5 separate regions of the Mus musculus genome follow, and all the other regions are linked to region 1. A link is a contact called in public HiCAR-type and promoter capture Hi-C data. All regions are on one chromosome and are shown on one strand. The core of a region is the stretch at or near the end of the contact, and the rest is flanking DNA. Distances in the headings are between cores, read along the strand shown. Region 1 holds the start of Usp46 (ubiquitin specific peptidase 46). Region 2 holds the start of Aasdh (aminoadipate-semialdehyde dehydrogenase). Region 3 holds the start of Exoc1 (exocyst complex component 1). Region 4 holds the start of Clock (circadian locomotor output cycles kaput). Region 5 holds the start of Srd5a3 (steroid 5 alpha-reductase 3).

Region 1 (3,094 bases), core at 332-2,831:
GAAAGGGAAAATGACAAGGCTGCGGGAGCCATCGGCTAAGGAGATTTGTACCACCAAGCAGGCAGCTAGCTACCTCTCTGGGACCTCCTGCGTTTGCTCTGCTGGCCTGGACCAGCACAGAGAGCTGGGGCCAGCCCCAGCAGGTCTCAACTCCACCTGAGCTAACACATGGCTCCTTAATGTGCTGTGCCATGTGTTGATCTTGCAACAGAATGTGGGACAGAAGATTTAAAGAGCTGTGTGATGGGGGAAGGGCAGCCAGATCACCTTACCTGAGGCCTACTTAATCAGGCCTCCTCAGATTTCCTTTAGATGCTAGCATTACTGTCTAACTTGGTGGCGGAGGGGGGTGGGGGCGGGGATGGATTCCCCAAAATGGAAAAACAAAACAAAACAAAAAAAAAAAAAAAAACAGTGTTCCAGTTTGAAGGGGGTCTAAGGGGGTGAGGATACAGAAAGTACAGGCAGAACACACACCCTCCTCAACTCCCACACCCCAGTGCCTTACCCCTGACCTCCCTATGGCTCCCACAAGTGGGGGTGCTAGCTGAGTACACTCAGTGGCCCCAAGGGCTAGAAACTGGTCCCGAGGAAACTAAACAGAACTGGAAAGTAATGGGGGAAATCTAAATTAAAGTGACTGCTGGGTAACACCCCCCCCCAGACCCCCACCCTATCAGACAGACCAGGCAGTGTCCAAGCTAAAAGGAGAGGAGGCGGGGCAGGACAACCCCTGCAGACTTCCTCACACCTACAGCCACTCACTCCCAGGGCCTGCAAACGTTCCTGTCTCCTTATAATCTCCTGCATGCAGGTGGGGAAACTGAGGCCTCCAGAACAAATTGCCATGCTTTTCCGATACCAGGTTTTAGTTCACCTCTCTAACCAGATTCTTCACTTGGAATTTTTATTTTTTATTTATTTTTTATTTTTTGGTCACAGCTTTCATGTCTATCCAATTTCTCCTGGTAAGAGCACTGCTGTTGCAAAGTGAATCTTAAATACAATCAAGGCTGAACTCCAGAAGGAGCAGAGGACAGTCGGCGAGTCCAGTAAGGGTTTATTTACTGCACCAGAAGGATTTGCTTCCTTCCACTCCGGGCTCGTACCCTCATGGTCCTCCCTCGGGACTTCGCTGTGCAGCCACCTCGCACCCTCCACCTCCACCCCCACCCACCACCCGCACCGCAACTCGAGGGCGGGGGCATGGGGCCGCCCTGGGGATCCCTGGGATCCGCTCGGGGTCCCCGGCTGGGACAGAGGTGGGGGGGACTGCGGTCAGCCGGCCCAGCCTCGGGACCGGGAACTTCTGGCCGCACGGCCCCCACGACCGCGGCGCGCGTGCAGCTCCAGCCCGGGGTTCCCTTTCTTTGCCTGGCTCGCTGCGGGCGCGACCCCCGGAGGCTCGGCGGCCACTCACCATATTACAGATGGAGGCGATGTTTCGGACAGTCATTAGTCTAAAGGTTGCAGCGATCGCGCACCGCCATCTTTACCAGGGGAAAACGGGACTGTCCATGGTGGCGCGCAGCGAGGCCGGGTGGCGGCGAGGCGGCCTGGGGCCGGCTTGCAGTGGGGTTGGGCGAGCGAGGCCGGGCGGCGGCGAGGGCGGGGCGGCGGCGCGGGGCGGGGAGTGGCGGAGCGACGCAGCCCGGGCCGCGGCCGGCGGGAGGAGGAGCCCGGAGCCGGGAGGCGCGGAACCGAGGCCACTGCTATGCTCCCGCTGCCAGCCAGGACCCGCTCGGCTGACCCCACTGGAAGCCGTTCTTGCTCCTCTGCCCTAGGGTCCCGCTCGGTGCCAGCTGCACCGTAAGGCCAGCCCCGAGCAAACCCAGCACCGCGGCCTTTCCGCCGGACCCAGGACCGTACCGGGCACTGGGCTGGGGACCTACACCGCGGGGACACGGGCGTGCTCGCTTCCCGGTTTCCCTCTGCCCGTTTCTGCTGGTGTCCAGCAAGCCTTGGGCGTTAGGGATTAGCTAGTGGAGGATATGAATAAGGGTCTAAGGGTGAGTGTAGTCAACTTTAAAGTTTCTCTCCAGGGTTCTAGCCAGATGGCATCCGCCGGAACCCGAAAAGTAAAATGAGACCAGGACATGGGCGTGGCCAGAAAGCCCTAGCCAGCAGCAACCCAGCTGCCTAGGGAAAGGTTCCCAGAAAGGAAAGAATTCCGGGTCTAAGCAGGCACACTCGGGAGATTTGTGACATTAGCAGGTACAGAGGAAATGGCCAGGTTCTGGGCGGTACTAGAGGCTGTCCAGGAAATACCAAAACAAAACTTTCCTATCTCCCATCCTCGGAGCTCCTGATCTCAGTTTTGTTTGAGCTTTTACACCTTCCTGCGGAGGCCCAGACTGCAGGCTCAGGGTGCACACTGTACACACCACTTGAGGGATATGTTCGTGAGAACTGAAAGAGTTCATTTCAAACATGGGGAATAATTGTGCAGACAAGTTTGCAGTCCCAAGCTTTCCACAGGGAAGTTGTGCATGTGAAACGTGATAAATTCCCAAACCAATGTATTTTGTGGAGAATTAAATTAGGAGAGAAATTAATATAATTGAAGACAGCTCTGTCTAGCCAAGAGTAACATACTGGGGGCTGGGGGGCTAGGGTTATACACATAACATGAGAGCCATCCATCCATTGGTAATTCTTCTAGGATCTGGGGTGGAAATAGAAGACAAAACCACTGACTGAAGGGTGAGGGTGGGGGACGGGTCACATGGATACTGTATTTTTCAGTGTGTAGAAGGATTAATATTCCTGCTCACAATGACTCATTCTACCTGAATTTTACTTTCATTCTTTTTTACTGCTGTCAGTTACGACTCTTCCAGCTTCTACATGATTAGTTAATAGACATGGTTAGCTCCATAAGGCTTACAGAGCAGGTATCCAACCCAGCTCTGTGTTTCTCAAATAAATAGTACAGATAAAGGCATGCTAAACTTAGGAGGGGCACCATTTGAGGAGGGGGCAGGGGAGGGGGACCATCGATAAAACACCCTAACTATGACTGGCCAGAACACAGTAAGGTCCTGAAAAGCTTAAAGACTGAGAAATGTCACAAGCTGAAGGCCTCAGCTTTGTG
Region 2 (3,094 bases), core at 411-2,910, 2.8 Mb after region 1:
AAAAAAGGGGCTGGTGAGATGGCTCAGTGGGTAAGAGCACCCGACTGCTCTTCCGAAGGTCCGGAGTTCAAATCCCAGCAACCACATGGTGGCTCACAACCATCTGTAACAAGATCTGATGCCCTCTTCTGGAGTGTCTGAAGACAACTACAGTGTACTTACATCTAATAAATAAATAAATCTTTAAAAAAAAAAAAAAAAAAAAAAAGAGAAGAAAAGAAAAAGAAAGAAAGAAAAAGAAAAAAAAAAGGCTATTGCAGTAGAGTATCTCCTGCTATTTTTGCCTACAGAAGACCACAGAATACCCAAATAAATTTTGTTAAGCGCCCAATTTTCCACATTAATGTATTATACATATTTTTACAAAAATCTAGTTTGAACCTGGGGATGTACCTCAGGAGTTAAACCGTCCTTGTTCTTTCAGAAGACACAGATTCCATACCAGCACCCAACTGGGGAGCTCAATACAGTCCATAGTTCCAGTTCTGGCTGATCCCACAGCCTTTGAAGACACCAGGCACGAACATGGTGCACTTACATACATGCAGGTAAAACACTGCTATACCTAAAATTAAAAAAAAAAAAAAAAGTCTGTTTAAAAGCTGCCTTTTCTCTAAAAAGCAAGCACGTGTAACTGCTATTTTCTCACAAGAAAATATAATCTACTAACATAATTCACAGCAGTAGAATAACAAGACTATAACTTAGGTTTTTTTTGTTTGTTTTGTTTTTTCGAGACAGGGTTTCTCTGTAGCCCTTGCTGTCCTGGAACTCACTTTGTAGATCAGGCTGGCCTCGAACTCAGAAATCTGCTTGCCTCTGCCTCCTGAGTGCTGGGATCAAAGGCGTGCGCCAACACGCCCGGCTATAACTTAGTTCTTAAAATGTCATTTTTATAACTAGCTACAAAACTCACCACACAAAATCTATAATTAAGGAGTTTTTCTACTTTGAATTTAAAAGCTCCCAGTGGCAAAATTCAGTCTTGTCCAGATATTCATGTCAGCCATTGAATTTTATGTCTCTGTCCCTGTCTTTGTCCCCCTCCCCTCCCTTCAGACTGACTTGGGCCATCGAGATGGGTCAGTGGAGAAACTAACTTGCCATCACACCAGAAAACCTAAGTGTGATCACGGGACTCACATAATGGAAGGAGAGAACCCACTTCCGAAAGGTCCTTTTTGTTTCTTCACCATGCTGCACGCGCACACACGCACAATTTTAAATTAAAAAAAAAAAAAAGAAAAGGAAAGAAAAACAAGTGAGCCATGAAAAGGGATGACCTAGCAAGCAAATTTCGTGTTATAGCCTTAAGATTAGCAGCTCGGTAATGTACAACTGTAAATAAAGCCATTTAATCACCAACAGATCCTGATCTTAAGGGTTCTCCCTATACTGGGCATTATATATATAGGTAAATTATCCGTCTGCATCTTATACTTCTCACGCAGCCACCTTAATTACAATCACAAAAGCCTCTCGTTGGCTCTCGGAACCACGCTAAGAGGTGGCGCAGCAGGTGACCGAGGTGACCCACACAGCCGCTCCAAGCTGGGGTCCGGCAGCTCACAAAGTCTCCCCGGGTCGCCCGCGCTCTCCCGCCCCACCTTCTCACGACAGCGCGTGGCGTGCACTTCCTAGCCCAGCCGCAGACGCTCAGCAGCCGTAAAACGGACCTCTGCGTCATCTTCGGGCGCCCGTGACGTCACTCCAGCGTCGGGGGGCGGGCTCTCGCCTACGGGGCTCCGCCCAGACGTGGCGCACAGGTCTCCGCCGCGTTTGGCCCAACGGGTTTGGTCCGTGCGGATTCAGCCCTGCCGCTGAAGGTGACGCTTCAGGCAACATGCCTGTGCGTCTGCGTGAATTTGAGTGTTCCGTGTGCCTGCAGGGGCCGATGATTCCCTGGAGCATAGTCCCAGGTGGTTGTGAGCCACCACATGGGTGCTGGAGACCTAGAAGGGACCTCTGGATGGCCAGTGAGCTTCCTTGACAGCAGAGCCATATCTCCGAGACCCGGAGTCTCCTCGTTCCTTAAAGTGCGGGTAGAAATATCCCAAAGGCTGAAGTGAAGTAATCACCGCCTAATTGGCGAGTAAATTTGGCTTATCCCCTCCACACCTTCTGGGAACATACTCAAGATTGGTTGCGACCGTCATGGCAGCGGTGAAGTATGCCAGGGAAGCCCCCTGTCAGAATGAAACTCCTAACTGGCGTTTGCAGCTATTTACAACACTTCCCTATGAGGAAACCCAGGCCTGTCTGAGGTCAACAGCAGTCCCTAAAGCCACTGTATGCCTGGATGTGTGTTTTTCCGATGGCACAATTATTACAATAAATGGGAAGGGTCACCACTGTGGTGAGTTACTGTGCCCTCGCAGAGAGGAAAGATGGGATTTTTGTCTTGGTTCCTGTTGGGGGGAGAGGTGGAAGTGGCTAAGCACTATCTACATACAGTGCCTTAAAAAACAAAGGAGTGTGTCCTTATCTGCTGGAAAACAGAAGCTTGTAAGGGTCCATGAAGAATGACACCCTGGACTCAAATAGTATGTAAACACAAAGTGTGTTTTATTCTGTAGCTCAGCATGGTGGGGTCGTCCCCATTACAAAGACACAGAGTAAAAGCAAATGAGCTCGCAGGCTCCATTGAAAGCACATTGGAATTCCAGGGTAGGAGAGCTTTATCTTACTTATCTCTAGGCATTGTTACTGGGAAGTCTAGAAATCTTTGTAGAGGAAGTCTGGAAACTGTTGCTGACCCATTGTCCTTACCTCAGGCTAGGTGGCCAGGCAGTCTCAGATATCAGGGCAGTTCTGACTAACTGCCTGAAGCCTTTTTTTTTCTTCTTCTTCTAGTAACTGATTTGCCTGACCTTAGGCCTAGTCTCCTAAACTGCTAATTTGAAGCCTGTCATGGAATCAGATCTGCCTTCTCATCTGTCCCTCCAAACAGTGCAGGAAATACCTGTTTGAAAACCACATTTTCCTGTGTACTATGGGCCTCGCCAAACACCTTTTTAAGTGTTGTATTTGTTCTCTTAGCTTTCTATTGCTGTGATAAAACATGACCAAAAGCAACTTGGGGGAACCAAGATTT
Region 3 (3,094 bases), core at 366-2,865, 2.5 Mb after region 1:
CAACAAAAACACCCAAATGGAATTGTCAGCTAAGATGTCCAAGGCAAACATTCTGGAGCTCAGGAGGAAACACCAGGGAAGTCTATCCAAATATATAGAACTAGATCCTGTGAGAGTCATCTCAAGTAACCCCGACTAGAAGCTGATCATTGTAGCAACAAACATGTCCCTATTCATTATTTCTCCTAGGTCTCCCAAAATTTTATCTTAAGATAAACGGTGCAAATACTGTGCACAGCTCATCTGTCATATTCTTAAGAAATTCATGCCGAGCGGTGGTGGTGCACACCTTTAATCCCAGCACTTGGGAGGAAGAGGCAGGTGGATTTCTGAGTTCGAGGCCAGCTTGGTCTACAAAGTGAGCTCCAGGACAGCCAGGGCTACACAGAGAAACCCTGTCTCGAAAAACAAAACAACAACAACAACAAAAAATTCATCCTATGTGCCTAGTCCTGCAGTGACTTGATGTCACAGGGTGGGTTGGTATCCAAGAAGGTCTCCACCCCACCCCTTCTCAGAAGAGAAGGGAAGCAGAGAATGAGGGAGAGGCTGGGAAGGAGGGTGAGAATTGGAAGGAGGGGTAGGCTAAGATCCACATGCAAAGTAAATAAATAAATGGAAAAAAAACAGCAAAGAAAAAAAGAAGAAAGAAAACCATCCTGGTAGAGTATGTTATCCTAACTTCGCAATCACCTTTTCTAGTCCTACCTCATTGCGAACTCCTTCAGTATAAAAAAATTGAATGGCTTTTTTTAATTTTTATTTTTTAACCTGGAAATCAAAATTTGCAGCACTCAATCCCTGCCAGGGATGCGGCCTAAATGAATCACTTGTCTTATAGCTCGAACTCTCGGCATCATTTATGTTTCTCACACTGAAACAAGCAAGCATCACCTTTAAAACAAAGATTCTATTTCAGTATCTGATGTGAGGTGGCATGGGTGAAGTTTCTAAAAAAACACCCAAGAAGAAGGTCTGTGCAGTCAGGGTAGAGTATGAAGTGGGTAAATGACCAAAGCTGTTTATGGGAATTAAGTGTCCAGAACTTAAGGGTACTAGTGACATCTATCCCAGAGAATCTGACTTAACTCACTAAAGTTCTTCCAAGAATCTAGTTAGCAGGGTTTTACATATGCACAGGAGAGAACATTTAATGCGCTCTCAAATGAGTTGCTACAAATATTAGAATGGGTACGTCTACAAAAAGGAAACATCACCATTATCAACTCCTCAAATCAGCCTATGCTAACAGTTCTCAACATTCCTAATGCTGCAACCTTTTAATACCTTTCCTCATGTTGCAGTGGGTCCCAACTATTAAATTATTTAATTTCTACTTTAAAACTGTAATTTTGCTACTGTTATCAATTGTAATGCAAATATCTGATATATTGGATATCTGCTATATGACCACTATGAAGGAAGGGGTCGTTTGACCCGCAGGTTGAGAATCACTGGCCTATGTGCTTGCAAGCCCCGCCCCTGTCTTTTCCACGCCCACAGTCCGCCTCTGCCCCATCCATCAAAGCGCTGTTCCGCCTCCTCCAAGTCCATTGGCCAATCTGTTTTTCCTCTACTGTCTCCATTTCCGGCTCCACAGGGTCAACTTCCGGTGCAGAGAGACACGTGACCGGATACGGGAAGTGGCGGGTTCTGGCCGCTGCTTTTCCCTGTTCAATGAAAAGTGCTTCAAAGCTGCTATTGCTGCCGGCGCCCTTCCTGAGTCCGTCTTGGAGCACCAACCTCGGCCGGCCGGCTGGCCTCGCGGTAAGCTTCCGGCCGGGGACCTGCGGTCTTGGAGGTGGTAGCCTAAGTGGAGGCAGTGTTGCATCCGCGCCGGGTCGGCCACTCCCCAGTGACCCGGCCCACCCACCCTGCTCCACTTCGGGGCTGCAGAACCCGGGCTGCGTCCTTCCTTAGCCGGTGCTGTCCGGGGCTCTGGGAAAAGGCGGAGCCGGGAGGCAGCCAAGTCTCTGTCCACAGTTCCGCCCATCCGGGACAGATTTCATTTTTGTCCTACTAGCGTGGCCTGGAAGAGAAAGACGTGACCTGGGCTTCTGCTGGTCCGAATCAATATAACATGTCCTTATAAATCTTCTAAGTGCATTGCCCAGCCTCTGAACAGTTTTTTTTTCTGGATGACATGTCTCCGAGTTGAGATGTCACTGCAGTACATGGGCCCAACCCACTAAGGCACTAGCATGGACACACAGTGTAACGATGGCCCTATTAAGCTGAAGGAAGTATGTATGTACACAATGAACCGAGGTTAGCTGCCTCTGTAACGGGCAGCCTTGAGGTTTTAGAAGGCGAAGATCTAAAGAGAACCCAGAATATGGGCGTGGTTTTTAGACCTGGGAAATAGTTGTGAAGGCCACTATTAATAATACTGGCATAATGTAAAGTTCAGTATAAACACTGGAGAATTCATCTCTAGATCCAAAGAAGACTGACTATCACAATGCTACGTCAACCCGTTCATGTCTTAAAGATTCTCCATTATACCCCAGAGTGCTGCCTGGCACTTAGTGAATAGCAATATTTATATTAGCAATATAATATAGCAATATAGTAGCAATGCTTATGTCTAATTCCTTCATGAGTTATGACCAGCCCTCTGCTGTTTTTACCGTTTACCATGTACTATGGTGAATATTGGCCATTGCTAATGGTTCTTTTGGCCAGCTTTTACTATTGCAATCAAGCAGGTTACGCCAAGAGCTTGTTAGTGAGTACCCAACACACAAACCTGTGATAGAGCACCCCTCCTCCTCCTACTACTCAAGAGATGGCTGTGGAGATCTAGGAGATGACACTCATGTCCCCATTAGATAGCAAGCATTTGCCTCGTAAATACAGTAAGGGCTCTATACATTTACATGAAAAGAGCCGTGTGGATTGAGACTTTCATTGAGTCAACTAAATACAAATGGAGAAATGTAGGTTTGAATAAGGAAAAGATAGTGGTATGCCCTGCATGGGAAAGTGCTTAAGCAAAGAAAGAACAGAGTGTTCTGAGTGCAAGGCATGTCTTGAGAAAGCTGGGTTGCTGTTGACCAGGTGTGTGGTAGAATGAGAACTGCTTTAAAGTTAT
Region 4 (3,094 bases), core at 304-2,803, 2.2 Mb after region 1:
GGCACATGTTTCTTTCTCCTAAGATTTTAAAACAAACCAGATTTCAAGTGTTCTGTGGGACTCAGAGACAGTCACGAATTAAGTTACAGCCTATTCATTTTTTTTCAATCAGATATGAATGGGGATGGTCTGTAATTTTCTCTAGTCGCTTTTAAAACTACAACAATGCAATCAAGGGAAATTACCTTGCTGGTGATTTTGGGAATCGTTGCCCTAGTCCAATCAACAACGCCTGTAAAAGTTTCTTCTTGTGCTTTTCTTTCACTGCAATAGAAAACACCAGAGTCTGTTGTTTTTAAAGCATCTAGAAAGGCTTCATGCAGTGTGTGGTTCGGCATTGCAATATCAAAACACCACGGCCTGATCTGTCATCTGTCAGGTCAGAGGCCAAAGCTCTTCCTTCATCTTTCAGGATTCTGCTGACTACCTCGGACTTCCACAGCGGCAGAAAACACCCCACAAAGATACAAACTTCGTGGCGCTACTCCCGGTACCGGGACAGCCAGGACCACATCCAGGACGGCCAGCCCCACAGGCAGAGCGCGGCCCGGCGCGGCGCACGCGACTCGAGTCGGACACCCGGGGCCCAGAGCAGCCCGCGGCCCGAGCCCCGGAACCAGGACCATTAACGGAACCAGCCCTGGGCGGCGGCGGCCGCCGCTCGGACTGCGGATCCCGGCGCGCGCCGGCCGCCGCGAGGGCGGGGGCTCCGCGGAGGAGCTGGCCGCCCCAGCGCCCCATTGGGCGCCGCTCCAAACGTGCCCGAGTGGTGACAGGAATAAAGTGGGTCACAAGGCCTAGCGGGTCCCGGGCGCGAGCGCTCTCGGCGGCCGACTCGGCCTGCCCCGCGCTAACCCCGCGCCCAGTCTCAAGCGCGACGCGGCCCCGGAACCCCCGGGGCCCGCGGGACCCACCGCGCCCCCCTGCCCTGCAGGTAACCCCCAGCGGCCCCGGGACACTTGGCGCAGGCCCGGCTGAGCGCGACTCTCCAGAGCTCCGCGCTCTCCGCGTCCCCGGACCCCGGCCGCAGCTCCTGCCTCCCGGCCTGGCCCGCACCCCCTTGGCGCCCCGCGCCCTGTTCCCTGCCCCGGTCCCACACACTGCCCCCCGCGCCCTCCCGCGTCCTCACCGTGCCTGAGGCTCCGGCTTCCTCCCTCCCCCGCCCGGGACTCTGCCCGCGGCGGCTCGCGACAGCCGAGCGGCGACAGCCGGGACACGCCACGGCTCCGGGAGCCGGCAGCACCAGGGGCGGCGAGTGCGCGCCCCCGACCCACCCCTCAAAATTCACCGCTACCGCCGCGCTCCTCCCCCTCCCGGCCTTCCCCTCCTCCACGGAACCCGGGAGCACGCATGCGCCACCCAGGCCAGCCGCCCGCCGCGCGCCGGGCCGAGGCCCACCCGGTGGGGCGCACTCACCGGGAGCGCGTGCGCGGCGGCGGCCAGATTTCCTTCGCGCTCTCGCCGTCCGGGGTTTCCTCTCTCCAGCCGGTAGCCGCCAGCCGAGTCCGTGATTGCGCTGCCTCCCGGCGCATGCGTCGTGGGCGCGGGGCTCCGCGGCCGGCCAGGCTCTGCACTCGCCCCTCCCCTCGCGGCCGCCTTCCCTCAGCGCGCCGGGCGCGCATGCGACTTTCCCCGTTAGGCAGCCCCGAAGCCGCGCCTGGGGATCCCGGGCACCCGAGGAAATCCCACTCTTGCAGGCCGGCGTGAGCTCGTTCCACGGCCGCCGAGGGAAGCCGGGATGCCCCGAGGCCCCCTTCCCTTCGCAGGCCGGGAGGCGGGGCCTAGCGGAGGGTGCGGCCGCCCGCAGCGCCCTGGGCGGCTCGCGGTTCCCCGGGATGCGGCGCTCCCAACCAGTGGGAGCCGCCGCCTGGAATGGTGCCTCTGTCCCCGGGAAAGCAGAGAGCTTGGCCTACGCCAAGTTAGACTTCTCCAGCCCAGTGCTCGGTTTCCTCTCCTGGAGGTTCGTGGGATGCCTGGGACTCGGTTTCCCGGCTCCTAGAGACACGCTAGGCTGGCTGCTCCCCGAGATGGACCTGGACGACCCAAGTGACCTCGGCTGTAGCCAGGGAAGCAAAAGGTCGGGATGTGTTTGCTCCTTTTATGAAAAGGCAGGAGGCACTGCAAAAGATGAGCATGGCGCTACGGATGAACCAGGACCCTAGTTTACACTGGTTTCTTAGCTACTGCACCCGAATTACTGGGAAAGAAGCTAATTCATAGCAATTTCTTTTAAAAATCAACTCGTACAGCAAACAGAAGGCAATAAATAAACCTATACTCTTTAGCTCCAAAAATCCTGTCTACAAGGTAATGTTTGTCTCAATAAGAATTAAGTTCTTGGTGTATATTCAGGAAAGAAAAAAAAAAAAAACCAACTTCAAAACTAGGAATTAGCTGCGATCCCCCCCCCCCCCCCCCAGCAATGTGAACTAGGAGGAGAATCCTCAAATTCCTGGCTACGTAGCCAGAACCCTGCCAGGAGAATCTTTCCTTGGCAGTCTTTGTACCGTTTCGCCATCGAAAGGCACAGTTTCTGCTGTCCTAATCCATCTGCTGCTCGCTTAGGTTCACGTCCTTTGAACCCACCCATTCTCCACTCTGTCCTTGTGGTCCAGGCAGGACACTGTGGAGGAGGAAACCTTGGGTTCTCTGTCTCAGGCTGGCAATTACTGCCAAGAAGATTGTTTCCCAGTGAACCTGATACTGAAAGAAAATAATCTTTTCTTGTGTGACTAATGAAAGAGCAGGCACCACGAAGGGAAAAACCAGAAAACAGATTAAAACATGGTGATATAGCCTAGATGCATGAGCGCTGAAATCGATGTGGGCTAGATTCCTTTGGAAAGTTCAGTTAAAGTAATCAATAAACTCGTGAATGTGTTTGTTTTATTGCTTAAAACCAATAAGAGCTTTTCTGCCATCTACAAGTTAGTGTCTTGATCACTGGTAGTAAAAAAGGGGCAGGAGGTAAGGGTACTGAGGCTGGTAAATAGGTTGCAGCCAAATGAATTTGAATGCTTTCCCTGGGTCAAATGTTTTGGCTTTATTCATTCTCTTTTTCTATTATAGTTCCTCTAGTGTGTGTATACACACT
Region 5 (3,094 bases), core at 286-2,785, 2.1 Mb after region 1:
GCTCTTGCTGAGACTCTGTATTAGTAACAATATCTTTTTGTTGTTGCTGTGATACAAAACAATGATCAAGAACAACTTACAGAAGAACGTGTTGGCTCACAGTTCCAGAGGAAGGGCCCGTGTTGTCAGGGGAGGCACGATAGCAGGAGGCTGGAGCAGGAACTCGAATGTCCTGGTTGCTTTTGTTAGTTTTGTCAACTTGACACAGGCCAGAGTTATATAACTGAGGAGAGGAAGCTTAACTATATTATTAATGATTATTGACATGGATGGGCCAGTCACACATACACACACACATACAATCTATAAATAAAAGTATTCTTTTTTTCCCCCACTCTGTAATCTTTTCTTTTTTTTTTTTAAGAGAGAAAATGGGAGTGTACCATAATTTGGCTAAACGCATCAAGGCAGATTTAGGGGTGTAGTCATTTTTCTGTTGAAAGCAAGGCTGTGATAAAGACTTGTATTATAGGGGTACACAATTGGATCCCATTTGCTTCCTCCTTTCTGAGTAGCCTGCATTACTCAAGGACCCGATAGCCTGAAATACCACTAAGCAGCTGTCAACAGGGAACCAGGCCTTCATCTAACACGTGATGGTGTTTTCCACTGATGCCTGAAAGACAGCATCTGAGCCAGATCCGTGGAGGGAGGTTTTTGGAGATTTGCTGTCTCATACCTTGCCTTCCCCCTCACCCCCACTGCCCCATGGACTCGAGCCAATGAGTGCATAAAGGTCTTCCAAATCTTTTCATTCCTAGCCATAAAGGCAGCAGACACAGCTAGTTAAACACTTTGTCCATGGAGCAGATGGGTGAAAAACGTAGGTCCATTGAGGGCATTACTCTGCTTTTCCACTCCAAAATCCAGAGTTTGCCGGAGCAGCTCCAGCCTACAGTTGACAAAGTGTAGAATTCCCTCACCGAGGTCTTTCCAGAGGTCATCCCTGAATTTACAGCGATCCCCATCTGGAGTATGCTAATGAATCTGGTGCTTCTGGTAGACCAGCGTGGTATTAAGATCCTTCGCATCTTGACTCCTGGGGGCCCCCTCTAGGGACCCAGCCAAGAATTCAGCCTGTACTTCAACCAAAATTTCTCTTCACACTTTTTCGCAGCAGTAATCCCGCAGTCAAAGTTTATAGAAACTTACACAGGCTGGTGAGAACCTGACCTCTAGAATAGGATCCCCGAAGCGCCACATGGTGGAAGGAGAGAACCAATTCCCCCCAAGCTGTCTTGGGCTCCCACCCACACCTCTTGGCATAGCTCCACTCCACTTAATAAATAGGTGTAACGTATCTCTACAAGACTTGGACTGTAGCACGTGGTCTCGCATGCTCCTGCAGAACTTCAAGTTGGAGTTGCATCTCGGAATTAGATTAGAGGCAGTACAAGTCTAAAGCGCAGCCTGCTCAAACCAGGTGAGCAGGAGCACAACCCAGCTCCTGAGCGCCTAGCCAGGGGCGGGGCCGCGCGTCCCGCCCAGGAGCCGCGTCACCGCCAAGCGCGCCGCCGAGGCGGGAGGGAGGGAGGGGGTGAGAGAAGGAGGGCGGCGCGGCGGCGCGCATCTGTAGCCGGCTCCCGGGCTATGGCTGGGTGGGCCGGGTTTGAGCTCTCGGCCCTGAACCCCCTGCGGACGCTGTGGCTGGCGCTGGCCGCCGCCTTCCTGTTCGCGCTGCTGCTGCAGCTGGCGCCCGCCAGGCTGCTGCCGAGCTGCGCGCTCTTCCAGGACCTGCTCCGCTACGGGAAGACCAAGCAGTCCGGCTCGCGGCGCCCCGCCGTCTGCAGGGCCTTCGATGTCCCCAAGAGGTAACGTCGGTGGCGGGGCGCGCCCGGCAGGGGGCAACAGAGGCGGCGCAGGCACGTGAGCCAGGGGCTGTCCCCGAGCCGTCCCCGGAAATGACAGAGCATCTCAAGTTGGCCCGGCCCCCAGGGAGCCGCCCTGACTTCTTTACCCCCAGTTTTCCGCTTCCCCTCCCCAGAACTTGAGGTCGTGGAAATTCATGGACTTGGAGGCAAGTTCTTCCTCGATTTCCGCAGTTCTCAGCCCGATCTGTCACAGTCAAGAAAGAAGTCCAGAGTGTGCTCCCCTGGGGCTGTGCAGACATCACTAACCTGCATCTCCACAGGTGCTCTGGCAAACTAGCCCAGTATGCCCTGCCCCAACCCATCCCGGAAGGCTCAGTAACCAAGTTGTGAAATACTAAAATCTTCCGGGGTACATATGGACTCCGCTGAGAATATGTGAGACCCGCCACATGGCTTTCCTTTCCTTTTCTTTCTTTCTTTCTTTTTTTTTTTTTTTTAACTCCACGATGAATTCAGTATGTAGATGGAGAAGTCATCTTAACACAGTATTCTAGATAATAAAGCTGTGTCATTTTTTTTTATGAAATTCATCACGCATTTGCATTTAGAATTGAATTGGAAGGAATGTGATGGGTTCTGACGGATTCATCTAGATTGCTTTAGAAATCTGTAGCCGTTGCCCACCTCTGCAGATGGCGGTGGGGCTATCAACTGGCCCCAGCTATGTCCTGACTGTTGGAGGGGGTCTTTCAGGGGGTTAGTGTGAGAGCAGAGTACCATGTCATTGTGAAGAATGAATGGTAAAGAGATTAAGACCCGGAAGAACTCTTCCTTAGAGGCCCAATTTTAAGACCATCCTACCGTCCTCTTATCCTCGGGTTTGATTGGCCTATATCCCTTATGCTATATAGCAATTTATTTTCTGACTTTTGAGAGAGGTTCTAGTGTCCCCAGAGTTCAAAGCACACTTAAAAATCACTTATACTCAGTCTCTCTGGATGGGACTCCTCAGCTGCTACACTCAAGTCTGCCTTTGTGTGACAGCCAAGAAAGAGGTGGGCCTTCCCTGTATTCATCCCGGTAACACTTGGTACTCTGGGCTTCTTCTAATTCTTAACAGTATTGTGAAATAATTATTCTTTCCTTCTTCCAGAACTCAGAGCAGAACTTCCCAAGGTGTTCAGGTGCTCCGAGGTGACAGGGCCTATTGTTTTTCCCTAAATTGAGTTGGTTTTTGTTTGTTTGTTTTTCCTTCAATACTGGAGAAGGTCCAACAAATCCAG

Evidence for each region. Promoter capture Hi-C pulls out the DNA fragments that hold promoters and counts their contacts. HiCAR-type assays count read pairs that join an accessible place to other places. Capture Hi-C pulls out chosen DNA fragments and counts their contacts.
Region 2: a promoter capture Hi-C map of pre-B cells shows a contact between it and region 1, with 3 times the contacts expected there. The contact joins the promoter of Aasdh here to the promoter of Usp46 in region 1. A contact is called at or near these places in 4 of 39 promoter capture datasets (the 3T3-L1 cell line, liver and pre-B cells) and 1 of 9 other capture datasets (liver).
Region 3: a contact with region 1 is called in a promoter capture Hi-C map of pre-B cells, with 4 times the contacts expected there. The contact joins the promoter of Exoc1 here to the promoter of Usp46 in region 1. A contact is called at or near these places in 2 of 39 promoter capture datasets (the C10 cell line and pre-B cells) and 1 of 115 datasets of contacts at active chromatin or transcription factors (astrocytes).
Region 4: a HiCAR-type map of astrocytes shows a contact between it and region 1, with 4 times the contacts expected there. The contact joins the promoter of Clock here to the promoter of Usp46 in region 1. A contact is called at or near these places in 2 of 39 promoter capture datasets (hippocampal neurons and liver) and 1 of 115 datasets of contacts at active chromatin or transcription factors (astrocytes).
Region 5: a contact with region 1 is called in a promoter capture Hi-C map of liver, with 4 times the contacts expected there. The contact joins the promoter of Srd5a3 here to the promoter of Usp46 in region 1. A contact is called at or near these places in 4 of 39 promoter capture datasets (the 3T3-L1 cell line, embryonic stem cells, hippocampal neurons and 1 more) and 1 of 9 other capture datasets (liver).

The regions. Positions count from the first base shown.
Region 1 is chr5:74,066,830-74,069,923 of GRCm38.p6, forward strand. It overlaps Usp46 (ubiquitin specific peptidase 46), which reads right to left and starts at 1,582. Exons shown (of 9, transcript NM_177561.3): 1 at 1,421-1,582. The coding sequence starts at 1,456.
Region 2 is chr5:76,903,816-76,906,909 of GRCm38.p6, forward strand. It overlaps Aasdh (aminoadipate-semialdehyde dehydrogenase), which reads right to left and starts at 1,661. Exons shown (of 16, transcript NM_173765.4): 1 at 1,608-1,661; 2 at 394-565.
Region 3 is chr5:76,527,696-76,530,789 of GRCm38.p6, forward strand. Exoc1 (exocyst complex component 1) reads left to right here and starts at 1,616. Exons shown (of 19, transcript NM_001289770.1): 1 at 1,616-1,767.
Region 4 is chr5:76,303,239-76,306,332 of GRCm38.p6, forward strand. It overlaps Clock (circadian locomotor output cycles kaput), which reads right to left and starts at 1,554. Exons shown (of 23, transcript NM_001289826.1): 1 at 1,417-1,554; 2 at 186-264. It overlaps Gm7467 (predicted gene 7467), which reads left to right and starts at 1,638. Exons shown (of 1, transcript NR_152171.1): 1 at 1,638-2,289.
Region 5 is chr5:76,138,738-76,141,831 of GRCm38.p6, forward strand. Srd5a3 (steroid 5 alpha-reductase 3) reads left to right here and starts at 1,536. Exons shown (of 6, transcript NM_020611.4): 1 at 1,536-1,811. The coding sequence starts at 1,591.